2 separate regions of the Danio rerio genome follow, and region 1 is linked to region 2. The links are chromatin contacts, called in public Hi-C maps. All regions are on one chromosome and are shown on one strand. The core of a region is the stretch at or near the end of the contact, and the rest is flanking DNA. Distances in the headings are between cores, read along the strand shown. Region 1 overlaps itga8 (integrin, alpha 8). Region 2 holds the start of itga8 (integrin, alpha 8).

Evidence for each region. Hi-C and Micro-C count contacts between places; a contact is called where the count stands out from the background.
Region 1: a contact with region 2 is called in a Hi-C map of an unstated tissue, with 2.3 times the contacts expected there. The contact joins the enhancer-like site here to the promoter of itga8 in region 2. A contact is called at or near these places in 3 of 18 Hi-C or Micro-C datasets (caudal fin, hematopoietic stem cells and an unstated tissue) and 1 of 4 datasets of contacts at active chromatin or transcription factors (embryo).

What each region holds. Positions count from the first base shown.
Region 1 is chr16:31,620,566-31,626,664 of GRCz12tu, forward strand. It overlaps itga8 (integrin, alpha 8), which reads left to right. Exons shown (of 30, transcript XM_021466921.2): 26 at 4,344-4,457. Among named protein-coding and RNA genes, the nearest start is that of fam171a1, 25 kb to the right of the region's middle. Within about 2 kb of position 2,641, at least 3 of the 62 cell types and tissues checked have an H3K27ac peak or open chromatin away from gene starts, as enhancers often do.
Region 2 is chr16:31,507,710-31,514,584 of GRCz12tu, forward strand. It overlaps itga8 (integrin, alpha 8), which reads left to right and starts at 3,149. Exons shown (of 30, transcript XM_021466921.2): 1 at 3,149-3,476; 2 at 3,830-3,963. The coding sequence starts at 3,268.

The DNA.
Region 1 (6,099 bases), core at 1,391-3,890, 110 kb after region 2:
TGTTCTTCACTGTCACAAAGCTCTAAACATTATAGCAACATGCTAATTCATGCTAAAAACATGTTCATACTAGCAACATGTTAATAATTGTTAGGGAAAGGAGCAAGGGCTCGAATGCAGGAAAAAATATGGTTTTATTAACTATGAAATAAAACAAAAATGCAAAAAAAAAACACCCAGAGACGGGAAAACAATAACAAAAGGCAAAAACTTGACTGGGCTTACTAGGCAGGGCACCACAGTCACTGGCGCCGGAACATAGGGAAAGCATTGACAACGAACTGGCACCGGACACCAGACAAGAGGGAGCTATAAGCAGAAAGAATTAACAAACAGGTGAATTGAAAGAACTAATTGGATAAGGAGGGTGTGACTAGACAATAGACAGAAGAGCACATGACACAGAGATAGCACAAGCCATGTGCTCATGTAAAATGGGACTAAAATACGCAGCCAGTGAGAGAACTCATTAACCGCGTGTTCACATGAAGCAATACTAAATCACATGGCCACAATGTAAACACAGAGCCACATACTTTGACAACATGAAATGAAACTTACACATGCGACATGCATGTTCCGATCCCAGCGCCAACAGAAACCAAAACCAACTAGACTGATGCTCCGAGTACAAAAACATCATGCCGCGAGCAAAACAACAAACACACCAGGACGAGAGCGCACGTCCTGAGCATGCCTGGACCTCACGCGGCCTGAGTCCAGCCAAGATGGCTCTCATACAAAGACGAAGACAGACATTGACAGGAAATATGAGTTCTCGAAGTGAGAAAACTCAAGTCGAGCACAACATACTAGACAAGACAGGGCTAGTGTCCGGATTCTGCCACCAAAACAAGCATTAACAAGATCGAAGTGACACAATCCTGACGCTAATTGCTAATTACATGCTAATTTGTGGTAAAGTCATGTTAGCAACATGCTAATTTATAGCACCACAATTCATGATAAAAACAATGAAGATAATAAGTTCTCCTACACACTTTTATAGTAAATAATAAAACTTACTGGGCTAAGTCATTAACATTTTGTAGATATAAAGTTTATTGATTACAATACTCATCAACTGTTCTCATAAAATCAAGGTTTAAACCTCTTTAAACCAATTTTTTTTATATATATGCTAATTCAAATATTTGCTACCAACATGCTAATTCTGGTATCCAACATATGCTACTTGATTTGCAGACAACAAACTAATTTGTGCAAACAATACACTAATTTGTGTAAAGCATATACTAATTACATGCTAATTTATGTGAAAACATTGATGATTTAACAATTGATGTTAGTCTTTCTCCATCAGTATTTCTCACTCTTGTGTCCTCTGCTGTTATCAATCTCAAGTTTCTGTGCTTTTACTAATGAGTTTCAAATAAATGTAAAATGGGGGCTGCTAAGCTCGGCTAGTTTTTGATCAGAGTGTTGGACTAATGCTGACCCCTCTGCTCTCTCGACTGGTCTTTATTATCGCTCTTCAGATTTCACATGCAGTCATTATGAAGCATCACGGCGTCCTCATGAAGTCTCTTCTCCTTGTAACTGATCTGCGTTCATGCTGAGTTCAGAATTTTAACCACCTGGACTGATATTAGAGCTTTTCTTGTGAACTTTACAGGAGGGAGATTTTGGCCCAGAACCGCAGTGTCTGGCGTTTTGACTACTTTACATAGCGACAACTCCAGTTCACAATATTAGTGACTAACTTCTTTATTATATTTTTATCCATTTTAACTTAAGGTTAAATATTAATAAATATTATGATGTTATATATTTTTTTCTAATGGCAGTTTAATTTTATAATATATTATGTGATTTCCTGACACAATGTAGTTTATTACTATTATTAATAATAATAAAAATAATTAAGTTTCCCCCAACGTCCAAAGACGATTCCAAAAGTTTTAGGTATAAGAAAAAAGCAAGTTTAGGCTGAAAATGACAGACTAAGGGTGAATCCCAATTCTATTTTTTACCCCTACCCCTTCCTCTTGGCCCTTAAAACAGAGTGTGAAGGAGAAGGGCTTCAAATTTTACCCCTAAGAAATGAGACTATAACACCTGCACATCTCATCATATGTTATCGCAATTTCTTTTTTCATTTGAGATCAGATGATCACGACTGCTGTAGTGATTCCAGATTTTTTATTTTTTTGGTATTTATCTTCAGAAAATCACTAAAGGCATATATAATAATATAATGTGGCAATAAGTTTGTAACTGTACTCTGCATTTACACAGTGGCCATAGTCATCTAAAGCAGAGATGCCCAATCTAGGGCCCGTGTGTCATGTAAGAAACCGGGAGAATCCAACTGCGAATGAAAGACAGTTTAATGAAGTGCAACAGTAAATATAGTTTTAAAGTGCTCAAAGGGATAGAGACTTGTAGAATGTCCAGGACGGAGAGCTACCACAGGTCTAATAGATACACGTCATCCAACGGTCAAGACTAGAGAGAATACCTGGACATGACACAGAAAGGAACATAAAAACAACAACGGACTGATTACCAACAGTGAAACACAGACTGTTATATTGCCCACAAAACAGGCATCAGCTGGGACTCTCTGATTAGGTCAGCTGATCAGAATGCAGGCTACCATGAAAAGGTCAACAGACACACCCACCCACACAGGCACACTACAACACATACGTCATAACACATAACATACAGGAAGAATACACAGACCCATAAACCGTGACAACGTGGGCCTAAGTTAGCCCATGGAAACCTTTGGTTTGCCATTTCAAATTTAATACTTTCAAACTTTTATCTGTTTGTTTTATTGTTAAAGCTACAAATATGCTAACTGAATAGAAATGTTTTAATTTGAAATGCTGTAATTTAGTTTAAAATGTACATACTGTCACCTGACAGATAGAGGACAATGCACAGGACTTTGGTGAGCAAATCAAAAACAGATTCTGCTTGACCAGTGTATTCAGAATTGAACTTCGCTGTATACTTTAAAAAGCTACTGCATTTGTTAATACAATTCAAAGTGACTAATAATTTGTTAATATTATAAAATAAATTGGGAAATTACCCATGGCAACTTTAATGTAAAATATTTTGATATATTTATCTTCAGCCCACGACTGTCTGTAATATTTGTTTTTTTGACCTTCCTGTGAAAAAGTTTGGGCACCCCTAATCTAAACACACAAAAACAACATTAACATTAACGTAATACCAGACACTGTAAAAAATTCATTCCCAACCACTTGACTCTTCTGACAGGGTATTCGAGTGTCATCGAGTGACTGATGTAAAATTTGCTGTGGGACTATAGAGTAGAGGATTATAGAGTTATGGATTATAGATAGCAAAATTAAGCTTTTATTAAAATATTTTTTTAAAAGCATGACTGTAAAACATGAACACCGTTATGAATTTAATAAAACATATGCTTGTTTGTTGTAAAAATGAGCAAAAATGACAACAAATACTAATTTGTGCATCTCCTGACTTTCATGTGCAGCCACACTGCATTGTAGATAATGTAATTTGTGAAATTTTTGTACCCCTTGGTTTCTAGTTTAGTCCTGAGAAATCTCAGTTTCAAGGACTATTTAGCCCTTCTCCTTCTACGCCTTCATGCTAAAGAGAATTGGGACACCCCTACTTCTTTATGTGAATGCCCAATATGAGGGGTAGGGGAAGGGCTAAGGGACAGAATTGTGATTGGGCCTAAAACTGAACTAAAAACTGCATTTAATTTGAGCTAATATTTTAAAGTAATTTATTTAAGCTAAATATAGTTGTTATAAGTAAACACATGATAAGATGACAAATGTGTAACTTAAATTTTAAATGCAAAATAACAATTAAGAAAAAAATATTTTTAAAAAACAAAATACTTATAAATAGTTCATTACTAAATAGGGCAGCATGTTGGCGCAGTGGGTAGCACAATCGCCTCGCAGCAAGAAGGTTGCTGGTTCGAGCCCTGGCTAGGTCAGTTGGCATTCCTGTGTGGAGTTTGCATGTTCTTCCTGTGTTCGCGTGGGTTTCCTCCGGGTGCTCTGGTTTCCCCCACAGTCCAAAGAATTGGGTACAGGTGTGTGAAGGAGTGTTTCCCAGTGCTGGGTTGTGTATAAAACATATGCTGGAGAAGTTGGCGGTTCATTCCGCTTTGGTGACCCCAGATTAATAAAGGGACTAAGCCAAAAAGAAAATGAATGAATGAATGAATGAATGAATGAATGAATGAATTAGCATTACTAAATAATACTAAAATATTACAGATTTTATTATTTTCTACACACACTGTTTTTGTATGATATTAATTGCATCTCTGTATTTCTTCTGCATGCTTGTAGACCTCGACTCTTCAGGACACTCCAGAGTTACTGGGCTTCCTGAGGAACAGCAGCGGAGTGACCCGCCGAAGACGATCTGTTTCTATAGGCCAAAGCTACAACAGCAAAACACTGGTACAAACACAAACAACCCATCTGAACACACAAAACCATCTCCTACATGTGACAGATTGACTCATATGTTGAACTTGACTTGTATTGGGGACCTGTGTTGACCTCAGAGGGCGAGTTCACCTGTAAATCTCCTAACAGCTCATCCATATTATGCTTATTGTCTCTTTAGGGGATTTGTGTGTGCTCATGGGACAGATGGTTTTCATAATCATAGTCCATCTCGCCACAGGTTATAAGATAAGTTGGAGCACAGGTCAAGTCAAAACTGATGGCATTCATATTACATGCACATCAGCACTCAAAAATGAAAATGTAAATACTTTAAATCGCTCACAATCAAGTGTGAGGCTTTAACACACAGCATATCTGGTACAATGAGGTCAAGATGCTTATACTGTATATGAATTTTAGATTTTTTAACTTGCCCTCCAATTTTTGGGAAGTGTAATATTGTGCAAATATATTTTATTAACAGATAACAGATTTTCTCTTATTTAATGTGATCTTTATATTTTAATTAGTAGTAGTAGTAATGGTAGTAGTAGTTGCAGTAGTAGTAGAATTCAATAGGATTCAGTATTCCCACATTTAGGCGATGCAGTGGCGCAGTCACCTCACAGCAAGAAGGTCGCTGGTTTGATCCTCGGCTCAGTTGGCATTTCTGTGTGGAGTTTGCATGTTCTTCCTGCGTTTGTGTGGGTTTCCTCCGTTTTCCCCCACAGTTCAAAGACATGTGGTACAGGTGAATTGGGTAGGCTAAATTGTCCGTAGTGTATGAGTGTGTATGTGAGTGTGTGTGGATGTTTTCCAGAGTTGGGTTGCGGCTGGAAGGGCATCCGCTGCGTAAAAATGTGCTGGATAAGTTGCCGATTCATTCCACTGTGGTGACCCTGGATTAATAAAGGGACTAAGCCTACAAGAAAATGAATGAATGAATGAATTCCCACATTTAATAAATTTATGTTTCAAATAAATAAATATTGTTTAATGAAGTGTAAGTTAGATTAAACTGCTTTACATTAAAGTCTGCTATTCACACATAATAATGAATAGGGAATATTTCCGGCAAACTGTAATGCCATTACAAAATCTCTGTGCTGAAGATAAAGAGCATAGAATCACCAAGAGGCGACATTCTAGTGCAATTTGGGAAACACCCACTAGATGGCGCGGTGGCCATGTTGGAATGAAAACTCCAATTGAACAACAACTTATTATAAGTCTGAAAAATAAACTATTAAAAGTGCTGATGATTGTCATAGTAAATGTTGTATTGTCATCTTTCAGGTTGTATCTCAGCTTTAATGTGCTTATAAAATAAACAAATAAAAAACAAAGTAACTGCTTGCCATTGCGACAGCAATAGGATCCATTGAACAGTCGATCATTTTCACTCCAAAATGGCGAAATCTGGAGCTGTTGCTGAGTGCTGCTGTTGCAATGGAACGTTCTGTTTAGTGTCACCTCTTGGTCATTAGCCCTTTTCACACATACAGACCTTTCCGGAAAATTGCCGGCAATTTTCCGGAAAGGTTGTATGTGTGAACAGGTCCTTTTTGAAAATACCGGTATATTCGTTCTGGCTATTTTCCGGAAAGAGAAGTTGTAACATTACCGGCAATTTGCCGGAATGCTGCGCTGT
Region 2 (6,875 bases), core at 1,899-4,398:
CTATGATAATACAACAACTATAACATAAATTACCCAATACTGTATTAAATTATACTACAACACCATTTACTGTAATTAAGTATACTGAAGCAAACTGTATTGCAGCATCTGTAGTTGATGTAGTTGATCCGTTAATCTTATAGTGTGCTGTAGAATTAATTAACAAATTTGTACAATAATAAATGCAGTATGATACTCTTCATGTTTCAATAACAGCCTATATGCCTATTTACTATAAATTACTCATATTTTTCTTGTGGACACGTAAAGCTTATTGTAAGTACACTTGGTTAATTAATAAAGTGTCAGAAACTTGTATAACATGAGGCTATCATTTCGTTTTATTATCATAAGAACCTAAAAGCAATCATTTTATCCATATGCATGCACTATAACCATTTCAAACCTGTTTTTGAGTGGCTTTCTGAAAACTGTGAAATTGTTGCACAGACTGTTTGTTGATCACAGGATGGGCGGTGAAGGGAATGACTTCATTTAGACAAGATTAAAACTCTTTGACAGCCAGATGGAGCGCATAAGCAGCCCGAGTCTTGCGATCACATGTGAACAGGGTGCCTAAATTTAGGTTTTCTCCAATGAAACTGGTTGAGAAAGACGTGCGATTGCAGGTTCTCATCAAAACACCCATCTCGAACCGTTTATTTTCCAAAGCTTATACTTATCGCGAGCGCTTCATTCCAAAGTTTAACTTTGGACGTTTGACGAGTATAATTACCGTTCATTATTTGCAGCCGGTGTTAAAATTGCGCAATTAAAAGCATCCGCTGAAAGGTCGACACAAATTGAGACAGCTTCATTTGAATTTACGACCGTGTTATTACTGATGATTAAGGTGTATTTTCTTCTCCATATTAATCCAAAGTCAGTTTTGAACAAAAACTAGGGGACATTAGTTGCTTTGTTAACAAACAGATTTAAGTAATCTAACATTTAGACTTATAGAATTATTAAATGGATAATCACCCAAATCTGAAAAGTCTGTCATGATTTACTGACCCTTCACTGGCATTGAGTTTCTTTTAAATACATAAGATAATATTTTACATAAAAGTTAAATCTGTGACTTCCATAGTGTTTTTTGATTTTTTTCTACAATGATTGTCAGTGGTTACCTTTTCAGTTTTATTGAAAATATATTTCTACAACAACAGCAACTCAAAGGTTTGCAACCACTTAAGGGTGAGTAAATTTATATTATGTACATTTAAACCCCAACATGTAGGCTATTAATAATAATATAGCATAATTATGATGACATTAGCTGAAAATAAGAAGATAGATAGATAGATAGATAGATAGATAGATAGATAGATAGATAGATAGATAGATAGATAGATAGATAGATAGATAGATAGATAGATAGATTGATTGATTGATTGATTGATTGATTGATTGATTTTTGGGGGACAACTTAAATGTTTTAAGTTCAGTTCACTTAATTTTGTAAAAGATTAACCTAACTTAATTGATTTGTGTTGGGATAACATGAAGGAATTTTGTAATACTCAATAATTTTTATAATAAATTTTGTTACTAGCTAAAAAAGTACTGGATTCCAGAGTATTACTTCATGTTGTCCCAACACAAATCAATTAAGTTAACTTACAATTTTTCTCAGTCACTTTGGTGAGTTTCTCAAAACACTAGTGTATTTCTGCCCAACAGTTAATGCATTTCTCAAAACAACTAGTACAAACTGCAAAACCTAGATGATGTGTGTCACTTGCTCAAAATGGATAGTTCATTCCTTAAAAGCAAGTAATCAAAGTATCAGTGTCATCAAGATGAAAAGTCCTGACACCATTGTTTATGAACAAGATAGTCAAATGGATTAGTCATGTTTTCATTATGACAGTTTACTCTGTACATTTTTTCAATACAAAAAAAAGTCAGATTTTGGTGACGCTTCCTGAAAATGCTCTAGACAGCACTTTATACTATTTGCACAGCCATTTGAAAACTACAGTAAAGTTACACATCACTGCATTTAGTGAGGTATCTGAGTACAAGACACTGAAGATGTATGTTTCACATTTTTACTGCTTTATGCTCGCTGCAATTCTAATTTATTCACAGCATTGTGCAAAAGAATAAATAAAGCCTTATTTACAACAAACATAAACTTCCTTTGGGCAGAGCTGTGCACAACTGTAAAAAATATTGCAGAACATATTGGTACTGAACCTACAATATACACAGGTCTGTAAATCATTCATGAAATTGTTCAATTTAGAAGAAATTTTCAGGAAAATAAAGATTTGACAACTAGTTCAACATTGTTGTATGTAATGACTCAAGTAATGAAATGAGGACTATTAGTTTTATATGGAATGAGCATTAAGCATTTACAAGTTTAGTTAATTTTGACTGACATGACAAGCAAATGATAATGTTTTAAATAGCAGAGAGTTGTATGAAAGCAATTGATGCATGTCCAAAAGCATGTGCAATGGATACTGCTACTAGGATGTGCACAAATGACTAATTGTTTTGGGAAATGCATTAACTGTTGTGCAAATGTAAATAGTGTGAGAAATGCACCAGAGCCACTCAGAAAAACTGTAATTGTTTGTTTGTTTGTTTGTTTGTTTGTTTTTGTTTTGTTTGTTTGTTTGTTTGTTTGTTTGTTACAAATTCAGGTGAATTGAACATAAAACAATTAAGTTGTCAAAAAAAAACTCAAGAATTGTTTTGGCTCATTTTAAATAAGTAGTTTAAACAAGCAGCAAAAATAATTCTTTGAGTGTATACACAAACATATAGTAACAAAGTCTGTTTTTTGTTAGTGTATAGTAAGAAAGATAATGTAACAATGTTGTGTTGGATTATGGGTGTTTATGAAACCAACCATGATTCATATAGAAACTAATATTTAATATTAGGAAAAATAATAGGTTTAATAATTATTAAAAATATTTCAAATAAATAATGTCACTTCTAATTGTATTTAGTCTCATTTTAGTATTAGCCTAAATATATCTTCATCTCCTATTTGTCTAATTTTGTGAGTATATGTATATTATGGGTGTGTTTCCATAAAAGGAGTTGGCCGGATGCTGTGTGATGTGGTGCAGGAGTCCGGTCTCGTGCGCAGCTCATTATAATGTTTAGTACGCAGGGTTCGCGCAGAGAAAGGCGCGCAGCTTGCAAGAGGGCAGCAGCAGACGCGTGGAGCGCGCACTCAACATATGACAGCTCAACACGGACATACCGTACACTCTCTCTGCACATCTTTAAGCAGCATATATGGATTACACTCGGACACACAGGGCTGAAGCCATGCACTCTTGTTTGTCCCGCATGCGTTTTCGATGCTTTTTCCTCATGTTGTCATTTTTTTGCGAAGCTGCAGCTTTTAACCTGGATTTAGAAAAGCCCACGGTTTACAATGGACCTGAGGGAAGTTATTTTGGATACTCACTGGACTTTTACCACCCAACACAGGATAGAAACGTGTAAGTGGCAATTTCAGTGAATTATTTAGCTGTTTTGTTTGATAAAAAGTTTTCAAAGAGAAGTATCTTCCAGTAGCCCAAGTGTAGAAATAACCATAACTCAGTCTTGGTTTGGTTTATGCCAAACAATATTTAAGAGTATTCTTCGCAGCTTTTTTATGCAAAAACACTTTCAGCACCACCAATATGGACCAACACAATTCTGAAGTTGATTTTTGAGGGAATTTAATTAGAATGCTGACATAAAATAGATAAACATAAATTTTAAGAACAGTTGAGATATTTTCTCACTTGTAAATGCTTTGATCCAGTAGGATGCCGTTGTGTGTAGATTTATGCCTTTCTCTCTCCAGCATGTCGGTGTTGGTTGGGGCTCCTAAAGCGAACACCTCTCAGCCGGGGATTGTGGAGGGAGGAGCGGTGTACTACTGCCCCTGGCCGGCATCAGACCCAGACTCCTGCCGCCAGATCCCCTTTGATAAAGCAAGTAGGTACCCTCATGATTTATTACCCATGGTTCATGCAAAAGGTCCAGGTCCCACTGACGCAATTAGCCCCCTTCATTGAGAACGAGTACTTTTTATCGTTGTAATTACTAAATTAATTTAATTCCAGTTTTTCAATTAAATCTTATTCGCAAACAGACATCAGGCTATATATAGGCTACTTTTTATTTCTGAAATCTGCTTACACAGATATTTCCTTTCCCATGCTTCATCTTCAGACTCGGCTGCATAAATTCCTCTTCCTCCAATAAAAAGATCAAAAACCACATCCAAGAAAGAGTTAATTTCGCCGCATATGGTTTGGTTTAAAATTTCAGGAGCGGAGTAATTACCAGAGAAAGGCGCGTAACTTTACCTCAGCGCGTAATCTGCCGTAATTTAGACGTCCATTACGCGCGTCTATTAGTAAGGTCACCAGAACATTTTATCTTTGCATTTTTAATTTCTTTCTTCTGTAATTGGTCATGTCTTATTTTATGATGGGAAAATGTGAAGAATAGATCATGTCAATAGAAATTGTGCAACAGAGCCGAACTCGAAGTGAACACTTTTGATTCATTGATTCAGATCTATTATGTCATTTGGGGAGAAGTTTTCGTGAGTTTTTGGTATATTATTAGACTATTTCGAGAAGACATGGTCTGCCTGAAAATGCAGTGGGTTTGGATTCAGGAAAGCGGCATGGACTGCAGACAGACTCAGAGTTGGATGCTGGGGAATGTGAGCGCTGATGTTTCGTCAGAGTCGCGTGGTTATATTCAGTGCACTCTCTAGAGGGAGCTTTGATCGCAGAATTTATGTGCTGTTTGTGAATCTAACTTGGGCTCTTATCAGAATGGGCTGTGACCTTCTTTTAGAGTTAAAAACACACCATTAGACATTAAATTGTTAAAAATAAACTCTGAATTAAGGATTTGACAGAATAGTGAGATATAGGCCAAGAAATTACAAGAGATCTTAAACTTAAAATTGTGAGGGATAAACAGTTTTGAGATTCACAATTAATTCTGAATCTATATGTCAAATGTTGGAAAAATTATACTAAAATGATACAAAAAATTGAAGTAAAAATTGTGATATACACTGCTGTTAAGAAAAACGGGGTCAGTTTTATTTATTAATTTTTTTTCATGTTTTATTATATATTTTTTATTATTTCATTCATCAAAGCAGCGTTTATTAAATGTAAAATGGTAAAATGTCAACTTGTTAATTATTTATTACAATTAAAAAAACTTATTGTATGTAGTTTCTTATTGTATGTAATTTCAAATAAAATTATTCCAGTCATTTTTGCTTTTATTACTATTACAATTAATAATAATAAACATAACATAAATATTAATATTAACAATAATAAAAAATTAAAGTAATTTCTGAAGGATCATGTAAATGAAGACTGGAGTAATGAAGATGTAAATTCATCTTTAAAATCACTGGAATAAATTATTAAACTAAATGATCAACTACTTTTGAACAGTTATTTTATGGTGCAAGAACATTTAACAATTTTACAATTTGTACTGTATTTTTGATGAAATAAATGCAGCCTTGATAAGCAGGATCAGCTTATTTACTGACCTCAAATATTTGACCGGTAACCAAGAGTTGCAAGAAAAAAAATCACAATTGTGAAACATAACTGTGAAAAAGTCAGAATTAAGCTCAGAATTAAATTGTGAAAAAGACGAACTTATAATTGCAAGAAAAAATGACACCACTGTAAGATAAAACTCATCAATTGTGAAAACTTAAGTTAGATTCCATGTAGAAACAGATTAATATAGGTCCTTATAATAATGAATTATCAGTTTATATTTAAGAATTGTAAGAAAAAGGTTATTTGGACAGAAAAATCACCAATATTTTACTCAAAATTATGAATTTTTAATTTAGATTTACATGAAATTAAAATACCTAATGCTGAAATTGCTTATAAGATCATTTTTGTTGAATCATTATTGTTTGATTATAGTGTTTGGCTATTAGTTCTGAATTGTTCTTTCGTTATTTTTATTAGATTATTTATTTTACTACTGTTTAGTAGTCTGACTGTGTCATCTTTAGCCATTCAGCCATCTTCAGCCACCGAGAAGCGTTTCAGACACTATAGTGTATGTGTGTGTGTGTGTGTGTTATATACATCAGTTCAGGAATTGGCATTGAAATGGATTGTCTGTTTGAGATGAAAGCATTGATGCTCTGGTTCAAGATGGTTGGTTTTAGATGGAGCCTGATGGTGATGAGGTGAGTGAAAGAGGCTTAAAAGAGCTGTGAACACAAGGGAAATAAGAAAACAGACAAGGGAGGGCAGAAGCGATGTCTGTTCTTTGTTAGCGTCATGCATTTTGTCGTTCTAGAACATCTACTCAGATCACACACGTTTCCAGATTCATTAGTCACATTGTTTTTAAGACACTTGACCTCTGATCCTGTGTGCTCTTCCCACTGTGGCCCTCAGAGCTCTCCATGGGGGGCAAGGCCCGCGTGTGTGTGCGTCTGACATCTCTGATGACAGTGTGTGTGACTAATGCTGTCCTGACTGAGAAGAGTTAATTCATTGGATACACCAGACAGGATCATGTACCAAAGAACTTCGTAATTCTCGCATGCACACAACTTCATAGTTGCATGTCCACACACTCTAGAGGCACATTTCACTTCAACTTATACTATATGGCTGTTAAATGCTTGATTATGATTTGCTGATTATTAGCTGTACAATTATGTAAAGGCACAGCAGCTATATAAAAGTACAGCTAAAGTAGTTCCACGGAAGTCATGACCGCATTACAGTTTTAAATAACTACACATAATGGTTTGAGTTAATTCACAGCTTACAAAAGGCAAAACTCTAATTAATACAAAATAAAAAGCTGAAAATGAAGTGTGT